Linked DNA regions of Mus musculus: regions 2 and 3 are each linked to region 1. The links are chromatin contacts, called in public Hi-C and HiChIP or PLAC-seq maps. All regions are on one chromosome and are shown on one strand. The core of a region is the stretch at or near the end of the contact, and the rest is flanking DNA. Distances in the headings are between cores, read along the strand shown.

Region 1 (3,687 bases), core at 582-3,081:
AGAAAAGACCACAAGATAATGATGGACTGATGTCATGCGCAGGAAGCCTTTAGACTAGAAAAGAAAACAATGTCCAACAGGAAGTTGACACCCTTTCTTAACAGGCATTAGCAAAGATCTGATTCCCATGGGTAAGGTGAGAAGGAGTTAGAAGAAAATTGCACCAGATACATTTGGGTGATGGAAGCCAGTCATTAGAGTAATCTTATAGCTGTAAAAGAGAGAGAAGACAGAAAGACCAGTTCTCCTGTGAAACCTGAAAAATACATGCATATATATATATATATATATATATATATATATATATATATACACACACATACAATACACATACACATACATATACATATACACAGATCTTTCTGGAATGTTCCTATAAAGGCTCCATTTGTCTTTGATGTGCTCTTCTATAAGTGATTGAATCAAAAGAACTCTGACTCCATTGATGGCTTGATGATTGATGGAGTTATAACCTAAACACACCACTTTGAGGTGGAGACTCAAGATGTGGGGTGTACCTGGAGGAGGTGGGTCTGTGGGATTTGGCATCTTGTCTCTAACCCCTCTCATCTCTCTGCTTCCTGTCAACCATGAAGAGAACAGCTTCACTTCTATACACGCTTCTTGCCATGTGTTCTTTCTTACCATGGCCCATGAACAGTGGAGCCGAGTAACTTTGGACTGAATCCTCCTGTACTGTGAGTCCAAAATAAATCTGTTTTAACCTGTTTATCATACATATTTTGTCCTAGTGATATATTAACAATGTAGAGGGCACCAATACCATGCCATGTACAGAGTATTGTCCCTTCTAAGTTGTTGATTAGAACCAGGTGGAGACTACACAATGCAGGTGTCCATGACCAGAAGAGGATTTGCCTTGACCGTAATGTCACTTGGGCTTCAGGGTAATTCTTGAATGGGTTTCTTGCTGTGCAGAGAGACACAACCATTATATAGTGTTTTGTGCTAGTGTTCTGTTTCTGGGTAGAGACACTATGACCAGGGCATCTCTGACAAATTCAGGCAAGCCATCTTACTTGCTTATAAACTGGTTAGGACTACACAGAAATACTTAAGGCAAGGTCTGATTGCAGATGTGGCATGCATCTAGCTCACTTTCACGGAGGGCAAAAGAGGACCAATTTGGATAATCAAGTGTGCTGAGGTCAGGCCAAGCTGACTCCTCTCACCTCCTCTGGAGCCCTTCTCATGACACATGTCTCTCTTTTGAAAATGAGGTGAGGGTTGCGTAACTGAATTCTTGAATAAGGTCAGTTATAAACATCACAGTCACCATCTCTTGTGTGAGTCAGAAACTGCTAGTCTGGACTTGCTATCAGAAGACACAGACTGAGAGAGAAGGGTTGTACTTTTTTTTTTAACCCATCAGAAAGCCAGAAATGATATAACATTTACAGAAGGTCAGATAGTTAAGTTTCCACCTGGCATAGGCTGTTCATGAGCTGCTTTTGAAGTTCTGGCTTCTTGATAAAGGGCTAAAAACACAGGAAAATAAAATTCCTTATGGTATGCTTTTTGCATAGGTGTGTGCACAGGAGACCAGACCATAGAAACAGTCTAAGAAGGTTCTACCATTTGTCCCAATCATGTGTAAGGAAGACAAACAAAAGGTGTTGAACCCTCCTCGACACCCTCCTCGACACTAGAAGTGTTCCTTTGGGAAACAAGAGTCAATATTTGAACTTAAAACAAACAGCCCTAAGTTCAAGGAACTCAAGAAATTTCTCAATTGCCCACTCATTCCTGGTATGTCATACACACAGCAAAGATGACTGTAGTCACCACAAACAGGAACTATGTACATGGCTGGGGAAAGGTCAGCCGATTAGATGTGTTTGGCATCAAGGCTCCTGGCACAACCACCACAAGCTGACCAGTCATAGCAGAGGAACAATATGGGAATCTTTGTTTGAGTGAACTACAATCCACAAGCATCGAACACAGGTGATTCAAAGCACACATTCAACTCTCTTGGAGGGTGAAACTTGGGAGAAGGAAGTCCACTTCACCAGGCTACTAAGTAGGAAACATTCATGAATCACTCAGCACGTATCACAATCACCAAAGCCGATAGAGCACAGCTGTGTGTCAAGATGCCCATGCTGGACTCCCACACAGCCCGTTCTCCTCCAGGCTAGCTGACCTTCAGGCTCTGACTACAGGTCTTAAGGGGATTCTAGGTGTCTTCCAGACTCTGGTACCTTTCATATCCCCTTTGAGCCAATGTCCCACATTTAAAGCCTTTCCCTTCTCCCTCACCTCCAGCTGCAGAATATGTTAGGATTAGCCTTTTTTTCAAAGTTCCTGCTGGGGTAAATTTCATGCGTCTATTTCCTCCCAACCCCCTGCCCCCAGCACATTCTCTTAATTAATTCAAAATTTCTCAAGTTTTTCTTAAAGGCCATAATTTATTCGGTTTCATAGACGTTTCTTTTTGACTCATTCTTCTCTCCAAACACCAGAGAGCCGCACGGATTCTGATATTTTTCCATAATTTCTAGCCCCGAATGACTCTGTGACTACAACGGAGCTTTTAAACATCGGTGAGTGGGGAGTGAGGATGTATAGGTGTTATTCATTCAGTCACTCATTCATTATTCATAAGCTCCTTACTGAATGCCTTCTAGTGCTTGGTTATTTTAAATCTACACAAAGTAATTCCAGTTCCGAGGAAACTCAATCTCAGGAAAGAGGAACATAATGCTTTTGGAACTCCATGCTGTCAGGTTTACAGTAAGCAGTGGCTCTCAGCATTAGCTGCACAGTAGAGCCAATCAGGCACTCTAAGCATAGACACCTACTCCAACTAAGACAAAGGGAATAAAAATCTCTGAGCCGGGTTTAATGATCCCATGGATAGAGGGACTCTCTGTGGTCCTAAAGAGGTTCCTATCCTGATTAATAAAGTATCTGTCTTGGGGTTTCTATTGCTGCAATGAAACACCAAGACCAAAAAGCAGTTGGGTTTGCGGGGGGGGGGGGGTGATATTCAGCTTATAATTCTAGATCATTGTCCATCACTGGAGGAAGCCAAGATAAGAACTCAAGCAATGTCTGGAACCTGGAGGCAGGAGCTGATACAGAAGCAATGAAAAGGTACTGCTCACTGGCTTTCTTTCCCTGGCTTTCTTTCTTTTCTTTTCTTTCTTTCTTTTTTTTTTTTTTTTACGGAGACAGGGTTTCTCCGTAGCCCTGGCTGTCCTGGAACTCACTTTGTAGACCAGGCTGACCTCGAACTTAGAAATCTGCCTGCCTCTGCCTTCCAAGTGTTGGGATTAAAGGCCTGTGCCACCACGCCTGGTGCTCAGCCTGCTTTCTTATAGAATCCAAGACCACCAACCCATGGATGACACACCCACAATGCGCTAGGCCCTCCCTCATTGATCACTAATTGAAAAAAAAAATGCCTTATAGCTGGTTCTCATGGAGGCATTTCATCAACCGAGGCACTTACATCTCTGATGACTCTAACTTGTGTCAGGGTGACACATAACACCAGCCAGTACAGTATTCAGGGATCCAAGGAAAGATGATCTATGAGCCGAATCTTAACAGATGGCTTTCTCAGTGAGGGTGTGGGAAACATATCCTAAGCAGGAAGGCCTGGGGTGAGTTTATAGAACATCCTGAGATGCTGGGTCAGGTTTAGAGAGCTGGAGCATG
Region 2 (3,392 bases), core at 323-2,822, 460 kb before region 1:
ATATACAAATCAGGTCATGATGCTCTGCTGCTCAAAAGTCTTTATTTCCTGTTTCTCACACAGTAAAACTCAAATTCTTTATTTGGCAATAAAGATCCTATATTAACTATCTTCTTTGACTCTGAATTCATCTTCTCATCTTCTCCTTGTCTTCTTCCTCTGCTCCTGCCACACTGGCCTCCCTGATTCTCCCTCAAAGTTGCAAATCTGAGCTTGGGTAAGATCTTTGAACCTCCTCTTTGAAAACTCTTGCTCCACTTGGCTAAGGATCCCACGTCCCTGCCTCTGCTCAGATAGCAGATGAAGAGAGAAGCACTGTGCTACAGACTAGACACCCTCCTAATGGCTTCTGCTTTACTTGTCTTGTGAATTTCATCACTCACAGACATGTTGACTACGGTTTTGTCTGTTTCCCCTGAATGGAAGGCAGGTTCCTTTGGGGCAAACTCATTGCCATGGTTTTGTTTACTGTGGATTCTCTGTCACCTACAATAGTGTGTGTGGCATATAGTGAGCACTGAATACACATTGAAAGAAAAGTCAGATGAGCCATAGTGCCACCTTTCATTCTGGATTCAGAAATTCCAAGTCAACTTTTATCGTCAATCAAAAGCAGTTCCAGATTCCTCTTGTCCAAAATAGTCACCAGGAAATAGATGAAGAAGTAATGACTGTTAGTTCACCTAATGCATGGAAATAAGATTAGCACACAGCAGAGACAAGATTTTAAAGGAGATATGGGCAGGCTCCATGGAACTTCCCATTGGGTCCTGCTATCCTCTGGGCATATGATGCACAGGTTCCTGCGTAAGGAGTAGCAATGGTGTAGGCAGAGGGAGACGGAAAACTCCATGTTGTTTTCCTAATGCATTAATAAAGCCAAATTCCCGTTGTGGACCAAAGAAGAAATACTAGGATTATTTCCTGTCACAATGGCAGTAATGATGATGGCCATAATGAAGAAGATACTAAGACTGTTACATTCCCAATTCTCCTCTAAGCCTATCCACAATGAACTATATGATTAAAAGAAGACAGAACAAAAACTCTTTTATTTTCTTCTGCATGCAACAGGGTTTTTAATAGTTGTGTTCTTGTCTATTACCCAAAGCAATGTATACAAATGGAATGTCCCACTCACTGCACTGAAGTGGGTGGTGCTGTTTTCTGAGAAGCGCATGGCTATCTGTTAGGATGGAGAGAGCATTTGTGACAATAAGAGTATATTCTTACAAATGTTTAGGGCAAAACGTGATTCAACAAACAAGTTAATAACTGTATTACTTTGGACAACTTGCTTACCTTTTCAATGGTTTGAACAAGAAATGTCTACTATACTCTTAGGCACATGAATACTCACTTCTTAGATGGTGGCACTATTTGGGCAGGCCAAGGCGGTATGGCTTTGTTGGATGTAGATACATTTTCTGGACGCAGATACATTTTCTGCCCTTCAGTGTCTGGGCTGGAAAATAGAGGAACAATGATTGTTTCATCTACATGACTAAGCACAGACTAAACATTTCCATCATCCAGTGGAGATGGAAGGAGAAAAAAAAAAACCACGTGTCTCATTGAAATTGGCTCCTGAGCCACTAGTTGAGCACTATGAGTGTTTTAATGCCTCTAAGTTTTCCTTGTGAATAAAGGCTTACCTAATGTTATTATTAACTCTTTTGTTTTCTGCAACTTGCTTTATGCCATTCTAGAGGATATAATTATATCTTTCTTTAATACAATTAGCCTGGACTATTTTTCCTTGGAGTTATGGTAAACAAAAATAATTGGTAATTATTCTTATAGGACTCTAATACAATGAATAGAAAATGATCGCGTTATTAGAGTATTATAGTCTCCCTTAAATAAAGGCTGTGTGACCCCTAGCATCTCTCCTGGTGAGTCTTCACTAGCTATCCATGAAGAAAGAATAGGATATTTGCTACAACAAGTCTTCATTACAGATTTACTGTACATTATCTTTTAGAGAAAACATAAAGTATCTGGGTGAGAGAGAGGAGAGATAAGGCATAAGCTATAATCCACACATGATCCCAGTCTGCAACTGAACACTTACTGGGTTAAGATGTTCTTGTTTTAACCATTGTGACAAAAAGAAAACAAGACACTAGACTCAAGAACACCACTTGCTAATTCTACAGTAGAATCCACCCTATTCAACTTTTTCTTTAATGATTTGAATAAAGACCAAAGTGACATGAAAACCTAATCTGCCAGCCCCCATACAGATGATGAACAGCGCTCATGATCCACTGGGGAATTTAAGAGCAAGGCATCCACAATTGTTACTAAAACAAACGAACTGTACTAGAAGATAAATGTAGACTCATGTTTATTAAAATGTAACATGGGAATAACAAAAATCCATGCAGTGCTTAGTTCTTCATTCCAGTCCTTCACTAGGAGGCACGGATATTTCAGGAATAAATTATATATTGTTTCCCTGTAATTCAACAACAAGGTTCATGTAGCTGAGGAGAGAGTGCCACAGGAAGAACAATGTGACTATGGATATGTTCACTCATACACATGCACACATACATAAACACACACAAACATACACATACACACACACACACACACACACACACACACACACACACACACACGAATTACAGTCACCCAGTGGAGATATCAAATGAAAAACAAGCATATCCCATGGAAATGGGATCATGACCTGAAGGCATGAGAAAGATATGCAGATTAAAATTGGGATGGATGCTGACATTGTAGGCACTAAGATGCAGAGTAGGAAATAGTGAGAGAAGACACTAGAGAAACAAAAAGAAGAGTTTTGGAGACACTAACTCACATTGCAGCAATATGATTTTATCATCTAGACATGAGGAATGAACACAGAGATTAAACCAGGAAGCAGCCTGCCTCTACATGTGTTGTATGTTGGTTACTCTGGCACTGGCTTGGGGGGGGGGGAGGGTAACGGGACCCAGGAGAGGGAAGATTGGATACAAGAAGCACACTTCTGAATAATGGCCAGAGATTCAAATGTGTTCAGTGTTACTGTGGACACTCCAGGATATAAAAGCCAAAAGGAAGAAAGAAATTCATGAAGACCTAGGACAAGAAGATCAAAGAAAGTTCCACAGGAAATCATAAGAGCCCCAGGCCACAATATCCACTGAAGTAGAGACTCACAAAAGAAGTGATTTTCAGGACTGAATGCAACCCAGAGATCCATTAGAATGAGGACTTTAAAATGATCCTCAAATTTTCACAGGCAGACTGATTGTTCAGCTTAATGGATACACCTTTCGTAAAGGGGATGAGGTGGAAGACCAATTAGAGTGTACTTTGAAGAAAATGAGAAATGAATACGCATAGCATGTTCTATCTTCAAAACCTTGGTAGGGAAG
Region 3 (3,462 bases), core at 45-2,544, 490 kb before region 1:
GGATGCCCACAGTCAGCTATTGGATGGGTCACACGGCCCCCAATGGAGGAGCTAGAGAAATTACCCAAGGAGCTAAAGGGAACTGCAACCCTATAGGTGGAACAACAATATGAACTAACCAGTACCCCTGAGCTCTTGTCTTTAGCTGCATATGTATCAAAAGATGGCCTAGTCGGCCATCACTGCAAAGAGAGGCCCATTGGACTTGTAAACTTTATATGCCCCAGTACAGGGGAACCCCAGGGCCAAAAAGGGGGAGTGGGTGGGTAGGGGATTGGGGGGGTGGGTATGGGGGACTTTTGGGATAGCATTGAAAATGTAAACGAGGAAAATACCTAATTAAAAAAAAAAAAGATTACGGTCTGTTCTCCGATGCCACTTCCTTGCTAACCTACATAACAGGAGAAAATGTAGGACCCAAATCTCTCTCAATAGTTTTCATCCATTTGAAAATGGACAAGAATTCCCTTCTCTAACATAAGAACTGGAGCTATTACTAAGTCAGCGATGACATAGAAAATCCCAAGAAGACTACAGGTGAGTTCTGTTTAGGTACTCTGAGTATATAACATGCTCAGCACGTGTTTTAGGGGTTCTGGGAACATGCCAAAGAATTAATTGGAGTTCCTTTAAAAAACGAAACAAAACAAAACTATTAGTTTATTAAATGGCTGACCTATTTCTTGCCACTTTTAATCTCATTTTTTCTTTCTGATTAAATGTAACTATATTAAGATAGACAATGGACATCCACCTTCCTATTTTCATAGTAGCCAGTGTTTTATCAAGGACAGGATTTCAAAGAGTGGCTATTGACAAGAAAAGATACTGAATACTTAGACAGCTTTCAACACTGAGAAGGCAATTAAAGAAAACCGTGATTTTAGTCTTTAAGACCACAAAAATAAACTTAAAACAACAGCTAACAATAAACCTCCCGTGATAAGCTTTCAAATTCTCAGACAGTGACTCTAAACGGAGGCTGGTCCCCAGAGCAACTTCTTGGAGACCTGGGTCTCGTTCTTGGAGCCTGCCAGGGGTTGAATTTGGGTATGTAAACATCCTGAAAGCTCTCTGAATTTTCAATATATTTACAGTCTTCCTTTGAAACCACTGCTCTGGTTCTAAATGTTTCAATCATTGTGTGATCTTGTGTTCTTAATACCAATCCAACTTTCTCCCCTGTGCTTGTTTTTCTGCTTCGTGTGTCTCAATATCAAAATATTCTTACCCCATGAGTCATTTTGGAAGCAAAGGTTTCAGGAAGTAAAAGCTCAAAAACCTCATGGCTGAAGTCATCCTCCTAAAATATATCCCTTATTCTCCATATGATGTACCGCGGCCTGTGCTTTCCTCTGGATGGTGATAATGGTAGCCTTCTGAAATCAACATGTTTGACCACGTACTTCTATTTTACAAATGCAGACTAAGTCAGGGATACCAAATGGCAATGTCATAATCCTTCTGTTCTCTGCCAACCCATTGCCTTATGGACTCAAATATGCTTCTCTTGAAACAGATGGCTCTCCCTACTCTCCAGGTTATTACATAAGGAGACGAGGGGCAGCTGATTGACTGTGCCTGATTTCCAGGGAGACCAGCACAAGCCACATGACAGGACCACAGGTGTACAGAGCGAGCTCGGCTTCAGAATTAGGCTTGCCTGAAATTCAACCTTGGCTCTGTGTCATGAGCACAGGACACCTTATTTGCCTTCTATCTTTCTTCTGTAGAATGATCAGAAGTATCATCTCCCTTACATGTTCATTAGAAATTATATATATACATGCACATATACTCTCTATATACACACAAATAAATATGTGTACATGTGTGTGTATATATATACATATAAGAACTTATATATATGTATATATATATATGTGTGTATATATATGTATATATATATATATATATATGAACTGAAAATACCCAATAGAAAATTTGCTTTCTTAGAATTTATATGTGAAAAACCAAGACTTTCCCAAACTCATTTCCACTGTTTTTCACAAAGCAAAATGGCTTCTCCCTCAAGCAGTTTTATTTATCTGATGTCTGATCACATCCTCTCAAGTGTTCCTTCCTTGACCTACAAGTGCAGCAGTAGAGGAAGTATGGGGGCTAGAGAATGGCTTGGTGATTCCCAGGGCTTACTGTTCATGCAGAGCACAGGAGCTGGGTTCCCCGCACCACGGTTATGAAGGTCACTAGTGCCCACTGGTTTGATGCTTTCTGGGAGTCTCAGGGGAGCCTGCACTCACGTGCACATACCTACACACAGACATACATACGCATGTAGTTAACACCAGAATAATAATAACTATGGAACTCAGGCCAGCTCGAGTTCCTGTCCCAGCTCCACCCTGTCCTCTCTGTGGATCCCGAGAGGGGCATTTCTTTGTATTTTAAGCATTTCTTCACGAATAAAATGATCTATAGAATCACAACACACTTGAAAAGAAAAAGACTGGTACAAGTTACAATCTCAAAGTTGACTTTCCCTTTCTTTTTTATCTGTAGCACTCTTCTTGTGGACATAGAGAGAGATGTGCACATACATACACACGCGCACGGTCAGTTCTGTCTGGCTCAGGCCATTCATCTCAGATAAATCCTCTTTCCCCAGGAAATCCAGCTTCAGTTTTCCCAGATTTCATACTGGCTCTGTGCAAGGCACCCTGGCCATTTTCTAATGAATACCTTGACCTCTTATTGCCATGAATGTTATTACAAGAGCTACCCATTGCTGAACATCAACAAATGTTAATTATCTCATGGACTTTCTTAGGGGCCAGGCAACCGGGAGCATCATGGTTGGGTTCACAGTCTCTCACAAGGTTTTATGAGGCAGTTGTCTGGGGCTGCTATCACCCTGAGTTTCTATTGAAGCTGGAAAACACAAAACAGTATCTGCTGTGGATCCCATTTCAGGAGCCAAGTCAATTGTCTGAAAGTACATTCGCAATTCCCATTGAATTGCTCCATGGTTATTTGCTTAGTGACTGGCATCAGTGTTCATTTCTAAAATATCTACACAAGCAATTGTTTACTACTAAAATCTTCAAGAGACAAATGTTAACAGATTGAAGATTTTTCCATTAAAACCCACTACAACAAGTGATGACTTAGATATGAGGAATCGTTTCTATCCGAGCTGAATGGCAATGTCATAGCAAATTACTTATGTGTATTTTAAATTGTTTTCATCTTTGAACCACTCTATGTGATATATATATATATATATATATATATGCATATATATATATATATATATAGAGAGAGAGAGAGAGAGCAGAGACAAAGAGAAACAGACAGACATATAGATATAGACATAGATATAGATATATAGATATATAGATATATTTACAAATTGGCAGATCTGGAACCAGGCTCAATGAAAGAAGTACTCTACATAATAGAGTCTTATAGGCAGGCAGCTAGAGCACTGGTTTGTAAATTCAG

Evidence for each region. A called contact is a pair of places that touch in the nucleus more often than the background predicts. HiChIP or PLAC-seq counts read pairs in DNA pulled down with a chosen protein or histone mark.
Region 2: an H3K4me3 HiChIP or PLAC-seq map of bone marrow-derived macrophages shows a contact between it and region 1, with 5 times the contacts expected there. The contact joins two enhancer-like sites. A contact is called at or near these places in 1 of 15 datasets of contacts at CTCF or cohesin (pro-B cells), 1 of 484 Hi-C or Micro-C datasets (bone marrow-derived macrophages), 2 of 115 datasets of contacts at active chromatin or transcription factors (bone marrow-derived dendritic cells and bone marrow-derived macrophages) and 1 of 9 other capture datasets (embryonic stem cells).
Region 3: a contact with region 1 is called in a Hi-C map of bone marrow-derived macrophages, with 3 times the contacts expected there. The contact joins two enhancer-like sites. A contact is called at or near these places in 2 of 484 Hi-C or Micro-C datasets (bone marrow-derived macrophages and psoas muscle) and 3 of 115 datasets of contacts at active chromatin or transcription factors (bone marrow-derived dendritic cells, cardiomyocytes and embryonic stem cells).

What each region holds. Positions count from the first base shown.
Region 1 is chr10:96,336,370-96,340,056 of GRCm38.p6, reverse strand. The region is part of intron 2 of Gm33782 (a long non-coding RNA gene); the gene reads right to left. Among named protein-coding and RNA genes, the nearest start is that of Gm33782, 29 kb to the right of the region's middle. Within about 2 kb of position 1,831, at least 107 of the 459 cell types and tissues checked have an H3K27ac peak or open chromatin away from gene starts, as enhancers often do. A contact at or near this core is called in bone marrow-derived macrophages, where this site is marked.
Region 2 is chr10:96,799,116-96,802,507 of GRCm38.p6, reverse strand. No RefSeq gene overlaps it. Among named protein-coding and RNA genes, the nearest start is that of Gm33897, 85 kb to the right of the region's middle. Within about 2 kb of position 1,572, at least 4 of the 459 cell types and tissues checked have an H3K27ac peak or open chromatin away from gene starts, as enhancers often do. A contact at or near this core is called in bone marrow-derived macrophages, where this site is marked.
Region 3 is chr10:96,826,878-96,830,339 of GRCm38.p6, reverse strand. No RefSeq gene overlaps it. Among named protein-coding and RNA genes, the nearest start is that of Gm46240, 73 kb to the left of the region's middle. Within about 2 kb of position 1,294, at least 41 of the 459 cell types and tissues checked have an H3K27ac peak or open chromatin away from gene starts, as enhancers often do. A contact at or near this core is called in bone marrow-derived macrophages, where this site is marked.